Linked DNA regions of Zea mays: all the other regions are linked to region 2. A link is a contact called in public Hi-C data. All regions are on one chromosome and are shown on one strand. The core of a region is the stretch at or near the end of the contact, and the rest is flanking DNA. Distances in the headings are between cores, read along the strand shown. Region 1 holds the start of LOC100279862. Region 2 holds the start of LOC100283854 (nucleolar GTP-binding protein 2). Region 3 holds the start of LOC103634953 (very-long-chain 3-oxoacyl-CoA reductase-like protein At1g24470).

Region 1 (4,026 bases), core at 1,440-3,939, 520 kb before region 2:
GTGCTTTAAAAGTTCCATGCTGCAAAAGGAAAAAAAAAAGAGAGAAGAAACTAAACAAAAGAAAACAAAGAACTTACAGGTTTCACATGGCCCTTGAGTGTAAAGAACAATCTTCCAGATCTCAGATCCCATACTCGAGCATATGCATCAAGACCACAAGATGCTGCCAAAGAACCATCAGGGTGAAAGCTAACTCCATATACACTTCTGCTGTGCCCCTCTTGGAGTAGCAGTTCCTTGCCAGTATTGATGTCCCACAATCTCCAAGTCTTGTCAAAGCTAGCTGTACCAAGGTACTTTCCAGATGGATGAAAAGCAAGGCGAGCAAGACGATCAAGGTGGCCATCAAAAGACATCAAAAGTGACCCATCTGGTTTCCATAATTTTGCAGTTCTATCAGCTGAAGCTGTTGCTAAGCAGTCATCAGCAGGAGAGAAGACAACATCAGTTGCACGTTCTGTGTGACCTTTCAAGGTTGCAACCTTAGTTATTTGTGGCATGCTCCATACTTTGACTATTCCACTCCAGGAACTACACAATGTGGATAAGCAAATGGTTATTTCCTGAAAAGGAAGCAAGAGTACGAGAACATAATCTACCATGTTAAAGCTCAAAACAAATGTAAATATATGATAGACATCATAACATTTAATAAGCAACTAGTTGCACATGACACTGGTAACATAGATAAGTTGTTTAACTTCAGTTAACAATCTTATTTCTGTGCATACGAACTGCTAACTGATTTCAATTAACGGCTCAAGGTAAATATCGCTGAACATGGTCTTATTGCTGTTATTTTGATAATACTCAATACCACGGGGGACAGTACAGATGTCTAACTTCAGCTTTATGTTCTACCAAGGTTTGTTAAAAAGGGAGAATTATGTGCATTGGGTAGGGATACAAGTTCCAAACGGGAATTTTGGATTGATAATATGTTGGTCATTCTCTATCCACTAGAAGAAAAGCAAACCTGAATACCTGATCCTGGCTTCCTAGCAGCCCAGTGACTTCAGATACTAAAAATCGAAACTACAGCTGACTTAGTTAGTTCCCAAGTGATCAGATGGACAGATGCTGAATTTTTTGAATGTCATATATGAACTTACTAGTTGCAGTTCTCTTGCGGTGAGAAACTAATCTCAATTAAGCTCAAGCAGGACTGCACAGTGCATAAATCCATCATAAATAAATTGACTAAACATGGACTTCCAACAAAAAAATTGCAGCAAGGGCAAACCCAATGTTGGAGGCTCCCACATGAGTGGGGTCTGGGAAAAGGATAAACCGAGGCAATCATTTCCCCGCAAATGCAGAGAAACTGCTTTGGACCCACGACTTGCTGACTCAATGAGATAGCTCTCGCCACTGATATGGACTTCCAACAAAAAAATTACAGCAAGGGCAAACCCAATGTTGGAGGCTCCCACATGAGTGGGGTCTGGGAAAGGGATAAACCGTGACAATCCTCCTTCCCCCACAAATGCAGAGAAACTGCTTGGCACCCACGACTTGATGACTCAATGAGATAGCTCTCGCCGCTGCACCAGATCTTCCCTTCAACAACAAAAAAAAAACACTACAGTAGTCCAGATTATTTTTTATCATTGTTGTTCAGCTCAACAAAAAAAGCTCTTTCTATATTGGATATCCCTTATGATATGCTAAACAATTAGAAGTATTGCCAGACCCAGAAGTAACTACATTTCTGAAATCACATATAAGGTTAGTAATAGGTAACGGGTTTCTGCATCCTTGCGTCACAGCAATTGTTTGAGACATACAAGAACAACGCACATTTAATTCCTTATGGTTAAAAGGAAGTACCTTGTGGCGAGCATCGATGCATCACGAGAGAAGGAACAGCCAGTGAGCGGGCGATCATCTCCAATCTCACTGCACTCGAGCACAAACTCCCCGGCCTGCTTGACGACGAGTTCGGCCTCCGCCTCTGGATCCTCATCAGGGTCCTCGTGGCGTCGCTTGGCCCTCTCGATCCTGGCCTTGGCACGGGGCAGCGAGTACCGTGCAATGTCAAGGCGCGCCTTGAGAAGCTCCTGCGAGCCCTCGGTGAAGAAGGGGTACTCGATCTGCTCCTCCTCCTCCTCCTCGCCGATGCGCGCGGCCTGGTCGTCCTCCTGCGCGCGGAGGAGACGGTCGACCTGGCCATCGGCCTCGAGCCGGACCATGAGGGCTCGGAGGCGGTCGCGGCGCTCCATCTCGCGCTCGCCGAATAGCGTGATGGGCTCGCCGAGGCGGCGGAGGCGGGCCCGCACAGCGGAGTCGTTGGTGGGTACGGCCATGGCGTAGGCGCGGCGCCGCTGGAGGAGCTCCTGCACCGCGCGCTCGTGGCGCTCCCGCGCGGCGCGGTGGTCGTCGGAGACTTCGTACTCGGCCTCGCCTCCGTCCCCAGTGGAGGGAGTGGGTGTGGAGGCCATGGAAGCGGCGGCGGCTGGGGCGGGGGCGGGCACGCGGGGCGGAGGGACGGGGATTGGGGCGATTGGCGGGTGGATGGGGACGGGGAGCGGGGCCATGGGAGGGGTGAGTGCTGGGGCCTGGGGCCTGGGGTTCTCCATGGGCGAGGGCTCCCGCGCGGAGGGGGTTTAGGGTTAGGGTTTTGAGGTGGGAAGCCGTAGCGGTAGCGGTGATGGTGGCGGTGGCGAAGGGGGTGGTGCTTGCTGTGCCGAAGCCCGAAGGAGGACGATTGACGAGCGGACAACACCGACAAGGAACCTCGCAGTCTCGCTTTTTTATTTAGCTAAGTGACCGAACATGTGTTCTAAAACGTAAGTTAGTTTAGAGCTAACAATTGTGTATACTTTTTTTTATTTTTACCATTTAAATTTGACATCCGTATAAAAATTTGTAGATGAGTCCGAGAATTTATCCATATTATGGATACATAGCTACGATGATTTCTATATATATCATGTATGACTATTTTAAATTTTTTAATTATTAGTTTATATATCAACTATATCGATCTCTCTTAATTTTAATACAATTATATAAGTGTTGTTATGGTAGAGGGTGTTGGTTCGATCCCTAATCTCACTTAATATTTTTGTTGCATGCCTTTAATTTTGATGTAGACGTAAACACGCGCGGGGAGGCTAGGGATGCTCGCGCGAATAAACCGACGAAACTCTTGTATTATATAATAGTGAAGATGGATATTTTCTGTTAAAGGAGCGGCGGTCGCAGAACAGGCGGCTAGCTAGGGCGGCTACGCCGTGCGTGGGTAGGGGCGGACGCGATATCGGGGGAGAGGGCATTCACGGTTAGATAACGTGGGTGATAGAACGGACGGTGCAGATATGTGGACAGTAGAACGACTGGTTCATTTCAAAAGATGTAAGGGAATTTTTTGCAAAAAAATAATACAATACGACCATTAAAATTGATGTTTTAATATAGTCGAGATAGAGATAGAGATAGAGATAGAGAAAAACGGTGCGGACTCGGATTTAGCGTCCTCGCGCGATTCCTTTGTTGAATTGTGCTTTAGGTGAAGGACTGTTGGCACATTTGGTTGAGCTCAAAATTTATCAAAAAAAGGATTTAGATTTGTTTTTTTAATACTTCTAGCTTCATTACGAATTAAATTTACCAAAACTATGAATCGTGTCAGATTTATTAAATTGGTAGAGCAACTAAGATTGTCTCATGTAGCTATTCGTCCTATCGCTTTTTTATACATGTCCAAATAGCGGGTCGTGTCAGCCCGACACATTTAGACTGGTGAGTTCACGAGTCATGCTGTGTCAGTCCACCATATCGCGTCTTAGATCCAAGCACGTCACGGATGAAGCAAAGTCGTGTTGAACCGTCATGAGACCCGCTGAAGCCCACCGTGTCTGACTGAGATGAGAAATAAGAAAAAAAATCTAAAATTTAGCTCCAACTGAACTAATGTTTCTTTATGTTTAAACAAATATAGTCATTTCTAATATACATAGATATATATTGGTAACAAAAATAATAATCGGACCGTATCAAGGTCGGTGTAGTTGACGCGCCAAC
Region 2 (4,657 bases), core at 1,702-4,201:
ACAGCGCCGTCCAGATAGGGTTTGTTATGTTGCTTAGCTATTAAGTTAGGATTACCTCTCTATAAGGAGGGGCAGGGTGTTAGTAGAGAGAGGGAAGAAGAATAGATCTGGTTTACTCTTAGGGCCTTCTACGGGAGGGCTGAGTACTGGGACTATCTTGCAAGTGCATCGCAGTTCACAACATTCTAAGATGAGTAGTTGACATCAAATATATTTAATACAGAACAGGACTGGTCATCGTCAACTCCACTTGGAAAAGTGTATGAGCTAAACATTGTTTTACATGTATCCCAGGAATAAACATCATCTTGAACTAAAATACTTTCTGATATATATTCAAGGTAGGGGGAGGGGGCACTACAAGCTTGAAATAATTATTTTTGCCAGCCACAAGTAAAAAGAACAAGAGCAGGCATGGTGCAGTGTGAGAGCTGTCCCTGAGTCACCAGGTTTAGGGTTCGAAGCAGACTCTCCACATTTGCGGGGGATGCTTGCCTCGGTTCATCTCTTTCCCAGACCTCACTCATGCGGGAGCCTCCAGCACTACCCAGGTAAAAAAAACATTTGCAAATTGCACAGCTGAAGATACATACCACACCCTTCAGAACTATATCAGTTTCTGAATCATTGTTTTGATATACAACACCGGGACAATCAATCAAAAATATCTTTTTAGTGAGAGTGATGTACTGCCACACTTTTGTCTCTCCAGGTATTGGAGCAACCTTGCAGACCTGAAAGCATAACCTAATTGTCAGAATAACCTGAAAAGAAAATTAGAAAGTGCTACCTTTAAAGCATGAGGAGAGAATTACACTCTTCGACCGTAGTGTGTTAATAACTGATGACTTCCCAACATTGGGGTACCCAACAAACCCGACAGAAATAGCTTGTTTGTCATTCTTCAAACGAGCAAATTGCCTCAATACTGACAGAAGAGATCCCTGTACATTTTCAGAAAGGTTAGGGCTTAATCACATAGAACATAATATATGATACACTGAAAAAGATTATGCAAAATGCAGACTTACTTTGCCAAATGACTTGTTGATGCTTGCATGGAATGCTAGGGTGGGATAGTCCTTCGAAAGGGTCCTTAACCATCCTTTTGTAGCCCAAGCAGGGATTAGATCACACTAAATAAAAAATGAAAAAAAACAATCAATATGCCTCTAAGATTTGTACAGGAATATGCTGCAGAGTAGTTGATACCTTATTTAGTAAGAAAACCAAGTGTTTGTGCTTGCAGTTCTCTTTTAGATGTCTCTCTAGATGGTAGCATCGAGTGCCCATTGGATCCCTGGCGTCCAACACCTGCAGAATAACATCTACAAAGATTAAGCATACATTGGTTGAGCTCACAAAACTCTTCACATGGGCAAAAGAGTTGCGATGCTAACCTGCACAACAACGTCCGAAGAGTCAATAACTTTGTATAGTTCACCCCAGATTCTTTTGCTCTGTCCCTTCTCAAACATTGTATGCCTCACTAGATCACGTAAGCCATCTTCTTCTTCCTCCCTTGGCAACTTTGATGAAGCATACTTTTGCTCAAACACATCTGAAGAAGATAAAACAACATGCAAGTTCACAAAAATAAAGAGCAGTACACCAAACAAGGAGGTGCCGAATGAACATGTTAAAATTTCGCCATCCAGTGGCCTTCAAATTGCATGTTTTACTAGAACATGAACATCAATGACTTAAACCAACAATTGTGGAGTTAACTTTAAAACATCAATAGAACAAATCAAATTGCTGTCTTCTAAAATGGCATGCAATACTTTGGATATTTGATCAAAGTGTAGTAACTGTCAATGTATATGACTGACCTTGGGAATCATCAGCTCTCTTCAGCAAAGATTCGTAGTCAAGAGCAGTTAGTTTCGGACGTTTCCTCTTGCCCTTTGGCCCAAAAGCATGCTCAAAAGGTTCAACTTCAAGCAGATGTGCCTTCGCTTGCTGCATCAACAGAAGCAAATATACATAAGAATAACTTTTGCATACTATACAGTGGTCGGATAACAAGCTACTTGTTTCCTTTTTTATTATACCCAGCCAACTCAACAGTCAATACGACACTTAACCAAACAGGGGAACACGAACAACATTGACTGCATCGATACAAGCAAATGTTAGTCTTGCCCCCGTCTATCTCGACAGAGTGATGACCACAACGGCAGATGATAATCATAGGATGATAATCATAGACGCTAGCGTAGCACCTTTTGATGATCTTGCAGGAGCGATAGTGGCAGCTTCCGTTCTTTCAGGATGACACTGAAGTTGTCGGAAAGCCGACTCTGGAGTTCCTCCCGGAACATTTCAAGCTGTGGCTGGCCCACAACGCGAGTATTGCCTGCAAGCACCAAGAGCCGGATCAACACGAGAAAGGCACAAGCAATCAGCATCCGTCAATGATATTTAAGCGTGGAACCATCGGAGTAGGTAACTACTGCGGTACTGCCACAGAGCAGCAATTAATCCTGGAGCTACAATGAAGCATTCGATCGCACAATTGAAGCACCAACTAAGCGTATGTTATCCGAATAATGCCGCTCGAATATTAGAATTAGACACGAAGCTAGGCGGTGGAGATCGGACTCACCGAACCACCGGCGGTCGGGCTCGATGCGGGTGTTGGGGAGCTCTTTAGACTGGAAATCGTTCCTGAGCACCTTCCCGGCGCGGTCCCTCTTGGGCCGCGTCTTGTACATCTTGAGCCGCCGCACGGTAGCCGCGGACCGGCTCCCGCCACCGGCGCCGCCGCCCGCGCCCTTCTTGTCATTGGGGCGGTTGACGTCGTTCGAGTGCCGCGGCTTGCCCGACACGTTCACCGCCTTCTCCTTCTTCTTCGCCATCTCCTTCTCCCTCGTCTACTTGGTTCTCTTGTGAGTTCGCGATGGGGAGGAGGGGAGGGTGAAGAGTAGTGGAAGAAGGCGGTGGGAAAGAGAGGAGCCGACGATGTTGGGAAACTAGGGTTTTGACAGGAGAGGGCAGCGTGGCTCGCACGTGCGCGTCAGGCATGCGAGCCTTTTGTGGGCTGGGCTTTGCCGAGGGTAATGGTCAGCAAACTTTTGGCCCACTACAAACGCGACCGCGTCTACCTAAATTTTTCTAAAGGCATATTTATAAGAAGCTCCCTAATAAATGACTTCAGAAAATCAGTTTAAAAGTATATCTAAAAATTAGTAGTGGTATATTTTAATACTTTCTCCAACAGATCCCTTAAAGCGGCAGATTATTTCTGGAAAGCCCAAAAAACTCATTTGTAGCTACAAATAAGGGAGTTTTAAATTCCACGAAATCAAATGGTTTTACGAAGAGTCTAACTTCTCATTTTTTTAACGAGAATCCGGTTTTTATAAACTGAGATATAAAATGTCATGTTTAGAATCACTCTTATTTCTATAAATAAGTTTTTTTAAGAAACTAGTTACTTACAAACTAACCCTTGATAGAGACAGCAATATGGACTAGATCCCCGGCTCCCCGCGAGGAATTCATCCATTACGGGATGGGGATGGGGAAGTTTCTTCCTTCACGGGGATATAAATAGGGAAAAATTCTTTCCAGATGGGTAAACAGGGACGGGGATAGAGAAGCATTCTCCATCCCCGTTTCCCTTGGGGACCCGTTAAACTTACACGTGACGACGTTTTCATATAATAGTTAATGGTAAAAGTAACTAATTATCTTGTCAAGTGATCACTCATTATACAAATGTGTTTATTTTGATGTATGCATAATGATTCTTACATCTGACAATGTGTATAAGTGACAATGTTTTGCATTAATGACATATGAATTACGTCATAGTTATAATTTAAGTGGGGACGAGGATCCCCGACGAGGATTTATCCCCGCGGAGAACGAGGATGAGGAATAAATGTCACCCACAAGCGTTCATGGGGATCCCTGTGGGGAAAAAATTTTGTCGCAGGGACAGGGACGGGGAGCTAAAACCTGACGGGGAATTCCGCATTGTCATCCCTAACCCTTAATGGGCAAGTAATTAGTGCTAGAGTTTTTTATTCTTCCTTTTTTGCCTCTAGTGTGAGTAGGTGCACCTAGGAATGGCAATGGCGGAAATTCTTCGTCGGGGAATGCCTCCCATCCCTGTCCCAATGAGGAGAAAAATTATCCATCCCCATCTTCGTGAACGCTCACGGGGAAGCTTTTGCTCTCATCCCCGTCCCTATCATGGAATTTATCCCGCAGGGAATCTGTCCCGCTAGAAAATACAATAGTTAGAGACAAATTCAAATTAATTATATTAAAATTGAACAAACAAGATTTAAAATTACAAGAGATATCTACTTTAGAGTCTAATTTTCTATTTTATGGTAAGCTATGTGTCGTGGTTTCGAAAACCAGTGGACAATAGATTTGTGTTCAGTGGGGGATGCAAGTGCAGACTCACTCCGAATGGTGGATCTCGTGGATCTAAGCGGGGAACTGAGACACAAGGGTTATAATGGTTCAGGCTTTCGCCCTAGTCTAGTGTAGTGTTGATCATAGTATTGCTTTGAGGCATGTTACAACAGGTGTGCTTGTCTCCCTAGAGGAAAGAGGGCCCACCCTTTTATCGTTCAAGGATTGGACCTTACAGATTTGTTTTCTATGAGAGAGAGAGAGACAGAGGGAGGGAGAGAGA
Region 3 (4,594 bases), core at 768-3,267, 600 kb before region 2:
TTTCCTATATTATATTAGTGTTATATCTATTTTACTAATTTAAAATATGTTATTAAAAATATTTTAAGATTTTATATTATAATTTACGAGTCGAGCCGCTTTTTCGAGCTCGCCAGATGGGCGAGCCGCAACTCGGCTCATTTCCACCTCTAGGAGTCTTGTCACCAAGTGTAATTAACGGCTAAATTTTAGTCTTTTTATTTTAATTTATTTTAGTCTCTGAATTGTTAAATATGAAAACTAAAACTCTATTTTAATTTCTATATTTAATAATTTAGAGATTAAAATAAAATAAAATATAGAAACTACTAGAAACAAAACACCCCTAGTCTATAAATAAAGGCACCATAGGTCCATATGCAACGGTAACCAATAAAACCGTTTCCACCGACAAAAAAATAAATAAATAAATGATTTTTTTGCATGAACGTTCACGTTCAATAAAAGCTGCGAACAACCCGAAGTTGATATTCAACTATATTTCATGCGAAAACACTCGTTTTTTTTTGGAAACACGCGCGTCCACTTCGAACCCGATTTGCGGAAATCGGGCTTTTCTGTAATCCATGGTCTTGCATTTAATCTGTGCATCTGTTTGATAAGGACGTTGCTGTTTATTGCCCCCATGCATGTGTACTACTACTGTGGCGTATGCTATTGCCGGGCCAGATAAACAGTGGTGTATTATTGTTCTCTTATTTATTTTTTTAGAAAAAAATGTGAACAGGAAATTGTTAACAATGTATAGAGAGAGGCCGGGCCCGGGCAACGTGGACGGTATGGGCGCCTGCAGGGTGTTTGCCTTGCCTGCAACTGCAATATGCTTTGCAATGGCAGAATTGCTGATGACCTGCCGCTGGTTCGATCTGTCTCGTCGTCGCCGTCGTCTAAAATGCGGCAGGGGCAGGCAGCATGCTCATGACACTTGTCTACGCGGCTTACTCCAAGATCCGAGCACGGGATGATAGATAGGAAAGAAAAGAAAAAGAAAACGTCGCTTACGCTTTGCTGGCCGCGTAGACGGCGTAGAGCGGGAAGGCCGGGACGACGACGCTGGAGCCGGAGCCCACGTTGACGACGGCGCCCCTGCCCCTGGCCGCCATCGCCGGCAGCAGGGCGCGCGTGATCCGCGTGGCGGCCTCGACGTTGACCCGCAGCACGGCCTCCCACACGGGGCCCTCCACCTCGTGGAAGTAGGCGGCGCACGGGTACGTCGCGCCGGCGTTGTTGACGAGCACGCCCACGTCGCGGCCCTCCACGGCGGCCGCCACCCGCGCCACCCCGCGCCGCGCGGCGTCCCCGGTCACGGCGAGGTCGAACGCCACGCTCCGCACCTTGCACGCCGGCGCGGCGGCCGCGAGCTCCTTCGCCACCCGCGCCAGCTTGTCGGGGCTCCGCCCCACCAGCACGAGGTGGAGCCCCGCGCGCGCCAGCTCCAGCGCCACCGCGCGCCCGATGCCGTCCGTGGCCCCGGTCACCACCGCCCACGTCCCGTACCGCCCCGCCAGGTCCCGGCCTGGCCGCAGGAACGCGCGGTGGAGCCACGCCAGGAAGGTGGCGGCGGACCGCAGCGCCGTGTACATGCCCACGGCGACCAGGGCGGCGAACCACGCCGGCGGCGGCGCCGAGGACATGAGCCATGCTGAGAGTGAGTGTGAGACCATCTTGCTCTCTGCCGGCAGGGACGGCACTATGATCTTGGTCCTATGCTATAGAGAGGCTGAATGAGATCCGTTATTATCACTTGGTAATGCAGTGCAAACAACGGACTCCATTCCATAAAGAGACAACCTGTGTGTATTGCCCGAAATGAGGCCAGTGCGGTGCCGTGCGTGCAGCTGTAGCGGCGTTAAAGGCAGTTGCGTGATTGCAATGGCCGGAATGAATGCAAAAGCTGAGCTGCCCATGCTCCCCCGCTCAGCAGCGATAGCTCCATGGGCGAACGCACAAAGGTGCACGGACACGGATGCAGTGCCGTACACCGGAAAGCTCCCAACCGAGCGCCGGTTCTTAATAAGATTTGTATTTTATTTTATATGATAATAATTATATATGAAGAGCACGATAAGGATAGAGTATAAGATATGTTAAGGGAAATCTACTTGGGAAAGAGCATAAGATATGAGGTAATAATGCCCTATAAAGAACTCAATCGCGAGTTCGCGACAGCGATATTTTTTATTAAACTTTTTTTTTCAAAAAAACATATTTATACTCCTAATCACCTTATTTTCATCTTTTAGACTCCAAGGATTGGCGTCATGTAAATGATGTGACCGAAGCTCGATGTCGTGGACTTCTTTATTAAACAAACGGTACACAATGAGAAGAAAGGTGGGCTGCCTCCAGTGGCTAGGGCGGCTCAATTGATTGGACTAGGCTAAGGCCCCGTTCGGCAGGCCACCATTCAAACGAGGCCAGGATCGAAAGCAGCACAGGAGAAGTGATACATGTGTTGTCACTAATTCCTGGTCATTAGTCCAGGAACCAATCCGGGAGGTAGCTCACCAGGACTCGTTCCAGACAAAGAATTGAACGAAAGGAATTCAAATCAGGTGGGTCTGTTTCTAGTCCAGATTAAAACGAACGACTCTAGCAGACTGGGCCGGATTCTAAGCCGGGTTGATTCATCCCGCACGGAAAGAGGCTAGGAATAGGCCGTTCCGGCCGAAACGAACGACGCCTAAATCAGATTAGTTAAATACTTAAGTTCCAAACAGTACCTCAACCAATTAGATTAGCTAGATAACAATAGGACCCGAAAAAATAACGAGAGGTTAGACTATCTCCAGCAAAGTCATCTATATTCATCATCTATATTCGTCCTTTACAGTTTTCTTTAAAAGATTTCACCCCTTATATCTTCTTTCTCTCCAACAACGTGCGATTTATCTAAATCGCGTACTCTACGCAAATAACTATATTAAAGATATTTTTAAATTTTTAATTTTTGTACATACGTATTTGTCATACTCTCAAATGTGTTGTACATATTTTAGTTTTGCTAAATCGGTTGTTTAAAGTATTTAAATGGATAGATGATCGTTTAGAGAAACTCTATATATGGATGATCCAATAGCGTTCTCTAAATTTAGAGAATCGTTTAGAGAACGCTGCTGGAGGAAGTAGAGCACGATCCGATTCTCTAAATTTAGGGTATATGACCCTTTAGAGGTCTTTGTTGGAGTTAGCCGATTAAAACCTCCCAAGGAGGGTGATCTCTTTTTAAGTTAGGATCATCCATTGTTCAGATTTCGAGCCATATATTATCCTGGTATCATCCATCTCATCCTCTCGCATACAATGGGTGACTTCATTTCATAGATCGATAAGGGTGTTCTCAATGGCTAGCTATTTCACTAGCTAGATTCTTTATCTTTCCTATGTGGATATAAAATGTGGGAAAACGAGAATAGCTACCGACGAGCAAATAGATAGGAGATTTCACATATTCCAAAAAAATAGAGTGTATTACGTGTGGGACCAAATACTAGTGGTGAGATAAATTGCTATTTTTATTCTTCTCTCAGCTCCACATCACCTAGCTATTTAAGACCGCCATTGTGAACGCCCTAAGGCAACCATGGACACCACTATTACAGAGAAACTCTATAGTGCCGGTCCTAGAGCTATTTGCACTGGTATTTTTCAGTGCCGCCAATGGCGGTTTTATTAACCAAACCGCTAGTGGAAATGATATTTTCACTGCGGTTTTATTAAGAAAACCGTCAGTGAAAATATATTTTCCACTGGCGGTTTTATTAAAGCCTAAACCCTAAGAAAACCGCCAGTGGAAATGATATTTTCACTTGCGGTTTTATTAACCAAACCGGCAGTGAAAATACACTTCCCATTAGCGGCTTTATATGTCCAAAGGATCTAACGTATTCTAAAGTGCATAACAAGCTCAAACCTTATGCCCTTTTCTTTGACGGGTGCATAGAAGCCTTAGATGGTATACACATTCTAGCTCACGTATGTCATGAGTCGAGGTTGGACTACATAAACAGAAAAGGGTGGCCTATCTACAATATATTAGGTATAATGGACATGGATATGTGGTTCACTTTTGTAGGTGCGGGGTTGTTTGGTTCTTGTCATGACATGACAGTGCTCATGAATTGTATGGGAGAAGCGAATTATCCACACCCACCAGTAGGTATGGTGCCATGTTATGTTGGCATTGCATACATTGTCTTCATTACGATCTAGTAAATGTTTTTCCGAGTTTATTTGTTTGTGTACAGGGAGGTATTATCTAGTGGATGCTGGTTACTCAATTCGCGAAGGTTACTTGCCAACATATCAGAATCAGAGATATCACTTAGAAGATTTTAGTTGAAGTTTCTTGCGACGCTGTGTTTGATGAGACTAATGGCTTTCAAGTAGAGCAAGTTGATCTTGATGAGCTAGATGATGCGGAGGCCCCATGCATCACGCTAAGGAACATGTCCATTGGAGATGTGTGCCCACAAAAGCTCAAGGAGCCTACACCAACACAAGATCAACCCTCATTCTTCATACAAGCATCTCCACCAACACAAGATGAGGAACAAGCTCGAGAGAAGAAGATCAAACTAAAGACAATGAGCCA

Evidence for each region. Hi-C and Micro-C count contacts between places; a contact is called where the count stands out from the background.
Region 1: a Hi-C map of tassel shows a contact between it and region 2, with 2.8 times the contacts expected there. The contact joins the promoter of LOC100279862 here to the promoter of LOC100283854 in region 2. A contact is called at or near these places in 2 of 25 Hi-C or Micro-C datasets (endosperm and tassel).
Region 3: a contact with region 2 is called in a Hi-C map of endosperm, with 3 times the contacts expected there. The contact joins the promoter of LOC103634953 here to the promoter of LOC100283854 in region 2. A contact is called at or near these places in 3 of 25 Hi-C or Micro-C datasets (bundle sheath, ear and endosperm).

Annotation. Positions count from the first base shown.
Region 1 is chr1:60,925,413-60,929,438 of Zm-B73-REFERENCE-NAM-5.0, reverse strand. It overlaps LOC100279862, which reads right to left and starts at 2,689. Exons shown (of 5, transcript NM_001152815.1): 1 at 1,831-2,689; 2 at 78-531. The coding sequence starts at 2,579.
Region 2 is chr1:60,400,123-60,404,779 of Zm-B73-REFERENCE-NAM-5.0, reverse strand. It overlaps LOC100283854 (nucleolar GTP-binding protein 2), which reads right to left and starts at 2,951. Exons shown (of 11, transcript NM_001367182.1): 1 at 2,609-2,951; 2 at 2,226-2,359; 3 at 1,833-1,962; 4 at 1,401-1,561; 5 at 1,213-1,314; 6 at 1,032-1,136; 7 at 816-944; 8 at 594-734. The coding sequence starts at 2,861.
Region 3 is chr1:60,996,795-61,001,388 of Zm-B73-REFERENCE-NAM-5.0, reverse strand. It overlaps LOC103634953 (very-long-chain 3-oxoacyl-CoA reductase-like protein At1g24470), which reads right to left and starts at 2,017. Exons shown (of 4, transcript XM_020546380.1): 1 at 1,792-2,017; 2 at 1,003-1,704. The coding sequence starts at 1,907.